Linked DNA regions of Mus musculus: region 2 is linked to region 1. Evidence: chromatin contacts called from public Micro-C data. All regions are on one chromosome and are shown on one strand. Each heading gives the region's core, a stretch centred on a gene start, on an enhancer-like site or on the middle of the called end of the contact. The rest is flanking DNA. Distances are from core to core; before and after follow the strand shown.

The links. A called contact is a pair of places that touch in the nucleus more often than the background predicts.
Region 2: a Micro-C map of muscle stem cells shows a contact between it and region 1, with 1.7 times the contacts expected there. The contact joins the promoter of Cacng1 here to the enhancer-like site in region 1. A contact is called at or near these places in 5 of 39 promoter capture datasets (the 3T3-L1 cell line, the HPC-7 cell line, HPC-7-derived erythroid cells and 2 more), 8 of 484 Hi-C or Micro-C datasets (the G1E-ER4 cell line, embryonic retina, muscle stem cells and 3 more), 1 of 115 datasets of contacts at active chromatin or transcription factors (oligodendrocyte precursor cells) and 1 of 9 other capture datasets (pancreatic islet).

What each region holds. Positions count from the first base shown.
Region 1 is chr11:107,647,151-107,651,678 of GRCm38.p6, forward strand. Helz (helicase with zinc finger domain) reads left to right here. Exons shown (of 33, transcript NM_001368755.1): 23 at 1,962-2,190. Among named protein-coding and RNA genes, the nearest start is that of Mir6932, 12 kb to the left of the region's middle. Within about 2 kb of position 1,646, at least 12 of the 459 cell types and tissues checked have an H3K27ac peak or open chromatin away from gene starts, as enhancers often do. A contact at or near this core is called in muscle stem cells and pancreatic islet, where this site is marked.
Region 2 is chr11:107,713,797-107,718,328 of GRCm38.p6, forward strand. Cacng1 (calcium channel, voltage-dependent, gamma subunit 1) reads right to left here and starts at 2,680. Exons shown (of 4, transcript NM_007582.2): 1 at 2,364-2,680. The coding sequence starts at 2,595.

The DNA of each region.
Region 1 (4,528 bases), core at 396-2,895:
TCTGCCATTTGTCCTCGCACTCTCCCCCCAAAATAAAACGCATACAAATAAACAACAACAAAGTAAAGCATAGAAAACATGTCACTGAAGCTGTAGTGTGTCACAGTGTGTCTCCCAGTCCACCCCTCTGTCCACACCTTCACTTGCAGGTACTCTTTGCAGTGAGTCATTGGTCTGGATCTGTGGCCTATGTGACTCCATCATTGGATCCTCACTGGGACTCCTCCCAGTTATCTTGTTGTTGCCCTGGGTCATGGAGATCCTGCAGCTTTGGAACAGCAGGACTGGCCCTTTCACTTTCCCCAGCCACTCTTAGATGGTAGAGATTTTGGGGTGGGACACCACAGAGTCCTGGGTCTGGGCCTGCGTGGTGGCAGAGCTGCTCACTATATTGGCCCTCTCTTATCAGCACCACCAGATAACTTCCCAGCACTGCTCTGGCTAGGTCTCATGTCCTCGGGACGGGCTCAACCACACCATGCCTCCAGAACCAGATGAAGCAGTGTTAGAAGGTGAACACCAGAGAAAGCCTAGTAGAGTCAGGTGCATTATGCAGCAGGAATAGTGACCTAGTGTCTGGATCATGGGGAGCAAGAATTCCCTTCTGCCCCATCCCGGCCTCACTTCGCTGGGTGCTTCTGTAATGGACACAAATGCTCTGCTTGAAGAGAAGATGTAAATGTAAGAGCATGTAAGATGCTCTATTCTTTATCCACATGGGTGGGAGCAGGTGAAAATGTGGAATTGGAGAAGAGAAAACTAGAGACCAAATATTTGGAGCCTTGTGGTACAATGAGGGGATGTTAGATTACGGTAAGAAACAATGTTCCGAAGCCAGACTCCATAAAGCTTCTTTGTGAAGCCGGCTGTGTTTGTTCTGCTTGGCAGAGGACTGAGTGCCCTGCTTCAAGGAGAGAGGACTGAGTGCCCTGCTTCAAGGCGAAGGCTGCTGTGTTGGATGGCTGCTGCCCTAGATAATCTCACAGATTGACTCCAACAATAGGATTAGGAAAAACATCAAGCGAGGCATGGTGGTACATCTCTGGAATGTGAGCATTCAGGAGGCCGAGGCAAGAGGATCCCAACACGGGGTTGAGGCCAGCCTGCATTGGCAGTTTAGTAAGACATTGTTGGCATGTTTTCAAAAGCAAAACAAAATCATAAAATAACCTCTTTTTATGTGTATGGTAAAATGTGCACAACAAAACTTACCCATTTTGAGCATTTTATGTGCAGTTCAGTGTGGCCAGTAGAGGATCCTGTGGTGTAGTCCTCACCACCATCTACCGCAAGAACTGTCCATCTTTGCAAAGGGAGACTCCGTGCCCATTAAATAATACCTGCATTCCTCTCCTGCCCTTGGCTAACTGTGCTCTGCTCTCCTTTCTCTCTGTGGGAGTTTCAGTACTCAGTGCCTCTTGTAATTAGATTCAGGCAGTACAGTCTGAGTATCTCTTACCCAGAGTGCTTGGGGTTGGTTAGACACGTTGAGATCTCAGGGGTCCAGGTTAGGGGTTTTTCCCTCAACTTACATGTGACCTTTTGTGACTAGGTTTTGTTCACTGAATGAAGTGCCTCTGAGGGTCATTCACATAGTGGCATGTCTCAGCTGGGCCACTTGTGTGTAATCACACTGGAGTGTCTGTGCTCCCTGGGTCACATTTCTTGGCATCATGATCAAGGCTTCTGTGAGCCTGGGAGCAGCGACCTCATGGAGACCTTGCTTGCAGTTTGGTAGGATTTGTCTGAAGTGGACTTGCTGGATCAGATGGTCACGGTGGTTCATTTGTGAGGAACTGGCAGAGTTTCAGAGCAGCCATGCACTCAGAGCTGCATGTGGTTAGGATCTCTGGTGTCTCCACCAGCAGCTGTCGTTCAGCCAGTACGGTTTTGAAGATGGAAGACTTACTGCATCAGTGATGGCAGAGTGATGATCTGTCTTTCTTTCAATGTTTTTCTAGGAAAGCAGTTCAGAGTTCTGTTTCTTAGCACAGTGCGTACACGCCACACTTGCAAGCACAAGCAGACGCCAATTAAAAAGAAAGAGCAACTCCTGGAAGACTCCACCGAGGACTTAGATTATGGTTTTCTATCCAACTACAAACTTCTCAATACGGCCATCACCAGAGCACAGTCCTTGGTTGCTGTGGTGGGTGACCCTGTTGCTCTGTGCTCTATTGGAAGGTGTAGGTAAGTGTGTCACTGAACTGAGAGAATCTAAATAGAAGTATGGAGTAATTTACATCTTTATGCATGTGTTTGTCTGTACCATCACACAGTGAATTAAAGTCTGGCTTACTGTTACCTGATGATGTTAGTGAGAGATCTGTTATTCAGGTCTGTTGATGGTACATGCATGCTTCATTTCCGTCGGCAAGCAGTCAGCAGTTAGACCTCAGTGTACTTAAGTCTGCGAGCAGTCAGCGATGCCCCCGAGTGCGTTTGTACTCTGCGCTCTACTCTCCGCTCCGCACTCTTCCGGTCTGGAGATGGTCAGTGAGCAAAACACACAGACATCGCTGTCGTCATGGTGGTTACACTCTACAGGGCAGGAAAGTTGACTGACGACAAACGGAATGAGAACACTGTGTAGAATTTGACTAAGTAAATGAGAGTGGAGGGGGAGGGAGGGAGGGAGGGGAGAGGAGCACTTAGGGGTAAGAGATGGGGTGTTGACTAGAAAGGCTGCACTCAGAGGAGGCCTCCCCAGGAGGCTGACTTTGGAAGTGACAGGGTGAGCTCAGGGGTTACCTGTGGCTAACGTCTCTAGAAGAGGGCAGCTAGTGCCCGAGCCTGAGCCGGGCTCGTCCCGTGTCCTTCAGTCAAGCACAGACTAATGTAGTAAATTGTCTACTGTCTGCTGCCTCTCCCTGTCCTGCTCGTCCCCTTGCTTAAAACTTAATTTATGGTTACATTTATTTTAAATGATTTCATGAATGTATATAATATAATCTAGTAATTCTCAGTTCCAAGTTGTGATAATTTTGTAGTCATTTTCTTTTAAGGTTTCTGCTTGTTTGGTTTGAGACAGGGTCTCTATGTAGCTATGACTGTCCTAGAACTTTCTATGTCGACCAGACTGGCTTTGAACTCAAAGAGATCCTCCTGCCTCTGCCTCCCAAGGGTTGGGATTAAAGGCAGGTACTTCTTTCTCATGTTAGGATTACTCTTGACTCTTATTTTATTTTATAATTAATTTTATTTTGTATTGTGTGTGTATATATATATATTTGTGTATGGGCATGTGCACATGAGGGCAGGTTTCTAGACTTACAGGTGGTTATGAACCTCTAGGAGAGCAGCAGGTGTCCCTGAGCACTGAGCTGTGGCTCCAGCCCCTCCTCCGTGTGGTTCCAAGGCAGGTCTCTCCATCTGGAGCTCACAGCTGACTGTTCTGGCTGGCTAAGGACCTTGTCCCTGCCCAGCTCCTCCTCTGTACTCTTGTCCCCACTCCTCAGGCCTGGGCCCCCACACTGGCTCCTTCTTCACTGTCCCCTGAGCTATCTGTGCAGCCCCATGCTCATAGCGTCCTCTACAAGAGAAAGCTGGTAACTAAAGAGGCTGTGCTTAGCTTAGGGAAAGAGCTTTTCCTTTACAAAAATAAACATGAAATAAGCTCATAGGTTTCATAGCTCAGCTAGGAGCAGTTCTGCGGTCACATGGTATCAGTCTCCTGTCGGAACACTGTTGCAGTTTGTTTATAATCACAATGACAAAATCTGGGGAAAGGCGTGCATTCCAGGGTACAGAACTCTGCTCGAGTCCTTGCCTCTGTGTGTGTGTGTGTGTGTGTGTGTGTGTGTGTGTGTGTGTGAGAGTGAGAGAGAGAGAGAGAGAGAGAGAGAGAGAGAGAGAGAGATGCATATGGGTATTAATACCACAGCCTGTATCTGGATGTCTGCAGGCAACTTTGTGTAGTTGGGCCTCTCCTTCCACCTCATGTTGGCACAGCAGCACTTTCGTCTGCTGGAGCACCTCACCGTGAGTCAGGATTAAGTGTAGTAGTGGGTCTCCTAACTTCGCTCCTGTCCGGAGAATTTTGTTTTAGTTGCTCAACTGTCTCTCCAAAGTGTGTTGGTTAAAGTGTTAGAATGCTGTGGTTTTGCCATTTGTGTTTATGTTTACAATTAGAAAGACTTGGATGCAAACAGCTCTGTGCTGTTAGGGAGGTGACTGGGCACAGTGGAGTGTGCAGACACATTGCTGGGAGCTCTCCTTAGCAGCCTGAGTGTTGCTGAAGAAGCTGTCGCCTTTTCTGAAGACAGACCACTGCGAGCAGCCTAGGACTAGCAATTTTAGTCTTTTCCTGACTCGAGTTGTTACTTTCTCTACGCAGATAAGTGAAGAATTCTTCCTGTGGCCTGCTGTTGAGTTGGGCAGGGCTAATTTTTAGCTTGAGGCTGGGTCCTCCGATGGCTTATTTCCAACTTCATCTTGGATCTACAAAGGACTGCAGTTAATTCATGTGCTAAGCAGAGTGCTTGCGGGGGAGTAGTAAACTCTTGAGGGAGGGAGATATTGCACAATG
Region 2 (4,532 bases), core at 1,430-3,929, 68 kb after region 1:
GAGGCCCAACCTGTTCTGCTTCCTCTAGCGTCTGCCAGACTCTCTTGGCTTTGTCTTGTTTTACTGAGATAATAGTAGTTTTCACGGAGGAAATTAAAGCACCTTAAATTTGACTTTCTCCCAACTTGCCTGCTTTTCTTGAATAAGCACTTGCCAGGATGCGCTAAGATTTTGATTAATTTCCAGAATTCTGAAAATAAAGAGTCTGTTTCTTCTTCCTTTCCCCCTGAATTCTCATCGCTGTCGATGAGGGAGAAGATTCAGTGGGAGGAGGGGTGGTGGAGGGGTGGTGGAGGGGTTATCTCTCCCTCATCTTTTTTTTTTTTTTTTTTTTTTTTTGGTATTACCCAAAGTTAATATACACAAAGCCCTCATAACACAGAGCCCTATGCGGACATGCTGTTACTACAATTGTTTGTAAATAATAGCACGCCGTATGAGCCCTTTTACAGAAAAGAGAGGTCCCAGGGAACACAGAAAAGGTAGATGTGGAAGGAAATTGATGCCCGTTGGCTTTGGAAGACAACTGGGGGAGGATAGGGTGAGTGTCACAAGTGTGGGCAGCGTGATTCACAGCTGGTGAGGGCAAGAAGGCAGACAAACAGGCTCTGCTTAGGCTCAAGGGCAAGCCTTGCCTGTTGGTCCCCTGAGATCGGTGTTCTTGCCAGCCTGTCTCTCTCTGTGTAGACATGCCTCATCTGCTCTGACTTTAAAAGGCACATGGCTCAAAGGACAGGTGGACAGAACTGTAATGTCCCTTCTCACGCACGATCCCAGAGAAGCTGCCTCGCCCTGTTCTGCCCTGCCCAGGGAGTTGGCCGGATGATGCATCTGTTTACGAGTGTGTAGAGTGGCCAAGGGCTGTGGGCATCAGGTTATACGATATCCTTCAAGCACATGCTCACACCACTCAATGCCCTCCATGCTGAGACTCTGTTTCCAAGACTGCTTACAAATCTCTGGATCCCCAGCAGTGATGAGTGACGCCTGGGTGTCCTGAAGCAAGAGCTAAGAAAGAGGAGGGAGGAGAAGGATGGGAGGGCCTGCTCTGCACTCCACATGCAGACTGCTGGGTCTTTAAGAATCAGGACTGAGTGCTTGAACCACAAGCGTTAGGCAGGGGGACAGAAGGCATTGTTCTCTATGTCAGGATGGAGGCCACACATGCTGTGACCCACTGAGGCCTGGGTTCCACCCCCCAGAATTGCATAAACTGTCTAGATGCATAACTAGTTGGAGACCCTGTATCAAAACAAAAAAAGGTCCTTTAAGAGGGCAGTGGATAGCTGTGGCTCCAGCCTGGGCCTCTTTTCTGTCTGGCATGTTCTTTTCTACCATGCATACTTCGCTCGCTCTGAATCCCAGGGGCTCTATACTGGCAGAATAGAGATGATGTATCACACTAACACCCAAGCTCCCAGGCAAGGACCTGCCTGCAAGGTATGGGTAGGGATTGGAAGAATACCTTTCAACCACTACAGAAGGAAACGTGGAGAATCCGAGTGATGTAAACTAGGGAAGAAAACATAGTAGGACCACGGGCTTAACAAAGCATCTACACACTACCTTCTGTTTTATAGCCATGCGGCAGCTTTGACCCACCCCAACCCCCAAGGAGTCCATGCTTGGTCCATGCTCTGCCTTCACCAACTTGACATTCTCAGTACTTAAGAACCAGGAACCTGGGATTTTTTTTGTTACGCAGCCTGACAAACTAGGTAGGAAGAATCTTGCCTATACTTTTGCCTAGAGCAATGGCCTCAACCTCCCTAATGTCAAGGATCCTTTAATACAGTTCCTTGCGTTATGGTGGCCCCCAACTATAGACTTATTTTGCTGTTACTTCATAACTGTAATCTCACTGCTGTTATGAATCATGTAAATATCTGATATGTAGGGTATCTGATATGAGAGCCCCAAGAGGTTGTGACCCACAGGCTGAGAGCTGCTGTCTCAGAGGCTAAGAGCCAGTCTGCCCCATAGTTTCCTCTAGCCTGAGGTCTTTGGGTTACTAGCCTGTCTGTGTAGGGAGTGAACGGACCTAAGACAACACTGAGTCTTTCTGAGTGTCTGCTGTTGGGGCCAGAAGTCCCTGGTCTGGTCGACCAGAAGTTTCTGGAGTCTCTTAACTTACTGGTCCAGCCACCTGCACTGGATGAAGAACATAGGCCTTACAAGATGGAGCTGGAGACAAATGCCCTAGTTTTCTACCTTAGCTCTGGCCATACAAAGTACCTCAGGCTGTTTCCATCTTGATCCTTTGCAGAAAAATCTGCCAACAAACTCTGCTCCCACAGGTAACTTATCTTGGAGTCTTGAAAGGACAAGAAATGGAAAGAAGTAGAGGAAAATGGAACCCTTACCCCCTGATGGTGTGACGTGCTCACAACTCTTGTCTTTGTTGTGCACGGCAACCCGAGCGGTGCAGATCCTCCAGAGGCCAAAGTGGGCTGCCTCGCACGTTTCATTGTGGTGCTCCAGGTGTGGACTCAGCACGGCCCAGTGGTCAGTCACCACGGCCACCATGGCGAGCACCCCGCCCACCAGGATGAAGAAGAGGGTCACACGAACCTTCGCTGTTTTGGTCTGTGACATGGCGGTCGTTGAGGTGTGGGTGCTCTGGGCAGGGGGCAGCAGCAGTGTCTCCCAGGCAGCTAGCTAGATGGTGGCAGTGGCTACGGAGCTGGGAGTGGAAGCTAAGTTTAGTGTGTCTGGCTGAGCCAGAGTGGGCTGGCCTTGGGGCTGAGAGACACTGGGCAGTCGGAGCAGCTGCTCAGGCGTGTCATGGGCCTGAGGAAGACTTCTATTAATGCTTGTCACTAGGCGTGGCACTGAGGATTCCTTCGGCTCAGGTTTCAGGGCTTTTTTCCCATCTGAGGGCTAGAAATACCCCCCACCCTGTCCCGGAGGAGGGGGAGAGAGAGAGAGAGAGAGTGGATACGGATAGTGGTGGGTATCTGATGTTCGAAAACGCCAAGCTCTTGATAGTGGCCTGAGAGATCTACAGAGTAGACTTAGGTTGTGTGTGTGTGTGTGTGTGTGTGGGGTGTGAGCAGTGGTCAACAGGCTCATTAGCTGTGTGGGTGTTCAGAACCAAAAGGGGAACCCCAAGAGTTCTTGACGGCACAACTTTCCCGTCTCACCCTGCCAAGGCAGCTACCAACACCAGCAGTGTTTGTGAGGACCTCAGGAAACTGTCTGCAGGAAAGCAGGAGGAACTTCCACAGAGCCCACCTCCCAAGCAAGCTCTTTAGTGGCAAGTCCTACCTCGTCCCCTGGGTCCCAGGAACATTCTATCTGATTCCCAGGCCTGAGCCTAGCTTGACACAGGTCACATGTTTTACTATTGTCATCTATCTGCGACTGGGCCCAGAAGAGCAGCTCTGCCCCTGAGGTTCACGAGCCCTTGTGCTTTTCAGATGTTTGTGAAGAGCTCTCTGCAGCACCCAGAGCAGCCTCGAGGGTCATGAGGCCAGGAAGTGGACTGGACCGGAGCTGTTGCTTTGCACTGTGTTCAGAGACAGGCAAGAAAGAGTTTCCATTCTGTTCCCCCCTCACCTCTCATGTAGCCTCTCATGTAGCCCAGGCTGGCCCCACACTTGCTATGTAGCCAAGGAATCCTCCAAATTCTCACCTTCTCTGCCTCTACCTCCCAAGTAGATTACTTTGATGTGCCACCATGAGGTGCTGGGGCTCGAACCAGGGCCTTGTGCATGCCCGGCAAGCAGGCTACCAACTGGGTTATGTCTTGGGGCCATTTTATTTTCAACAGGGGTAGAAAGAGATTGATTCATAGGTGACCCATAAGAAGCAAACGAGATGCAGATAGAGTGAGGAACTTGGGAAGGTTCGGGACCCCTGTCCGATGGCCTTGTGTTTCCTAGCCCAGCTCCTGAGGTTCTGCCATCTGTCACTGTCTCAGCTCAGCAGGTGGCCCTTTTTGGGTAAATCCACAAGGTTGACACCTGACTGGAACTAGAACCCAACTAGAGCTGGGCAGGGCGTTGCACCTCCAAAATCTCAGCCTCAGGTTTATGATCGGAAGGCTCTCGCCAGGTGTAAGGAGCATTCAGATGCTAAAGTCACTCAGTGCTGACCCCACTGAGAATAGGTACTGTAGCTTCTCCTCAGGGAGTGCTTGTTGTCTTAGTGGCCCTCTGCTGGAGACCAGCCTTCTGATGGGTGGGTATGAGTGTGGGAGGTGCAGCTGGCGGAGGCCACTAGAGGAGGGCTCTAGAGAGCTATGGTGAGAAGCTATGGAGGTTCAGCCTGCTTTCAGCGAGTCCTCTGGCTTCTGATAATCTGTCATGCCACAAAGGCTCTCGTCGCCTCCACTGAGCCCTGGCCGACATGCCGTCCTCACCATGGTGGACTGAGCTCTCTCAACTGTGAGCCAAGGAAATCCTTCTCCCCTTAATTCACTCCCGACAGCCATTCCGCCACAGACAAAAGCAGGCTGTCAGGTGAATCTTCGCACTAATCCACGGGATGAGCACAACTGTCACCCCCACTTTGTAGATAAGGACACGCAA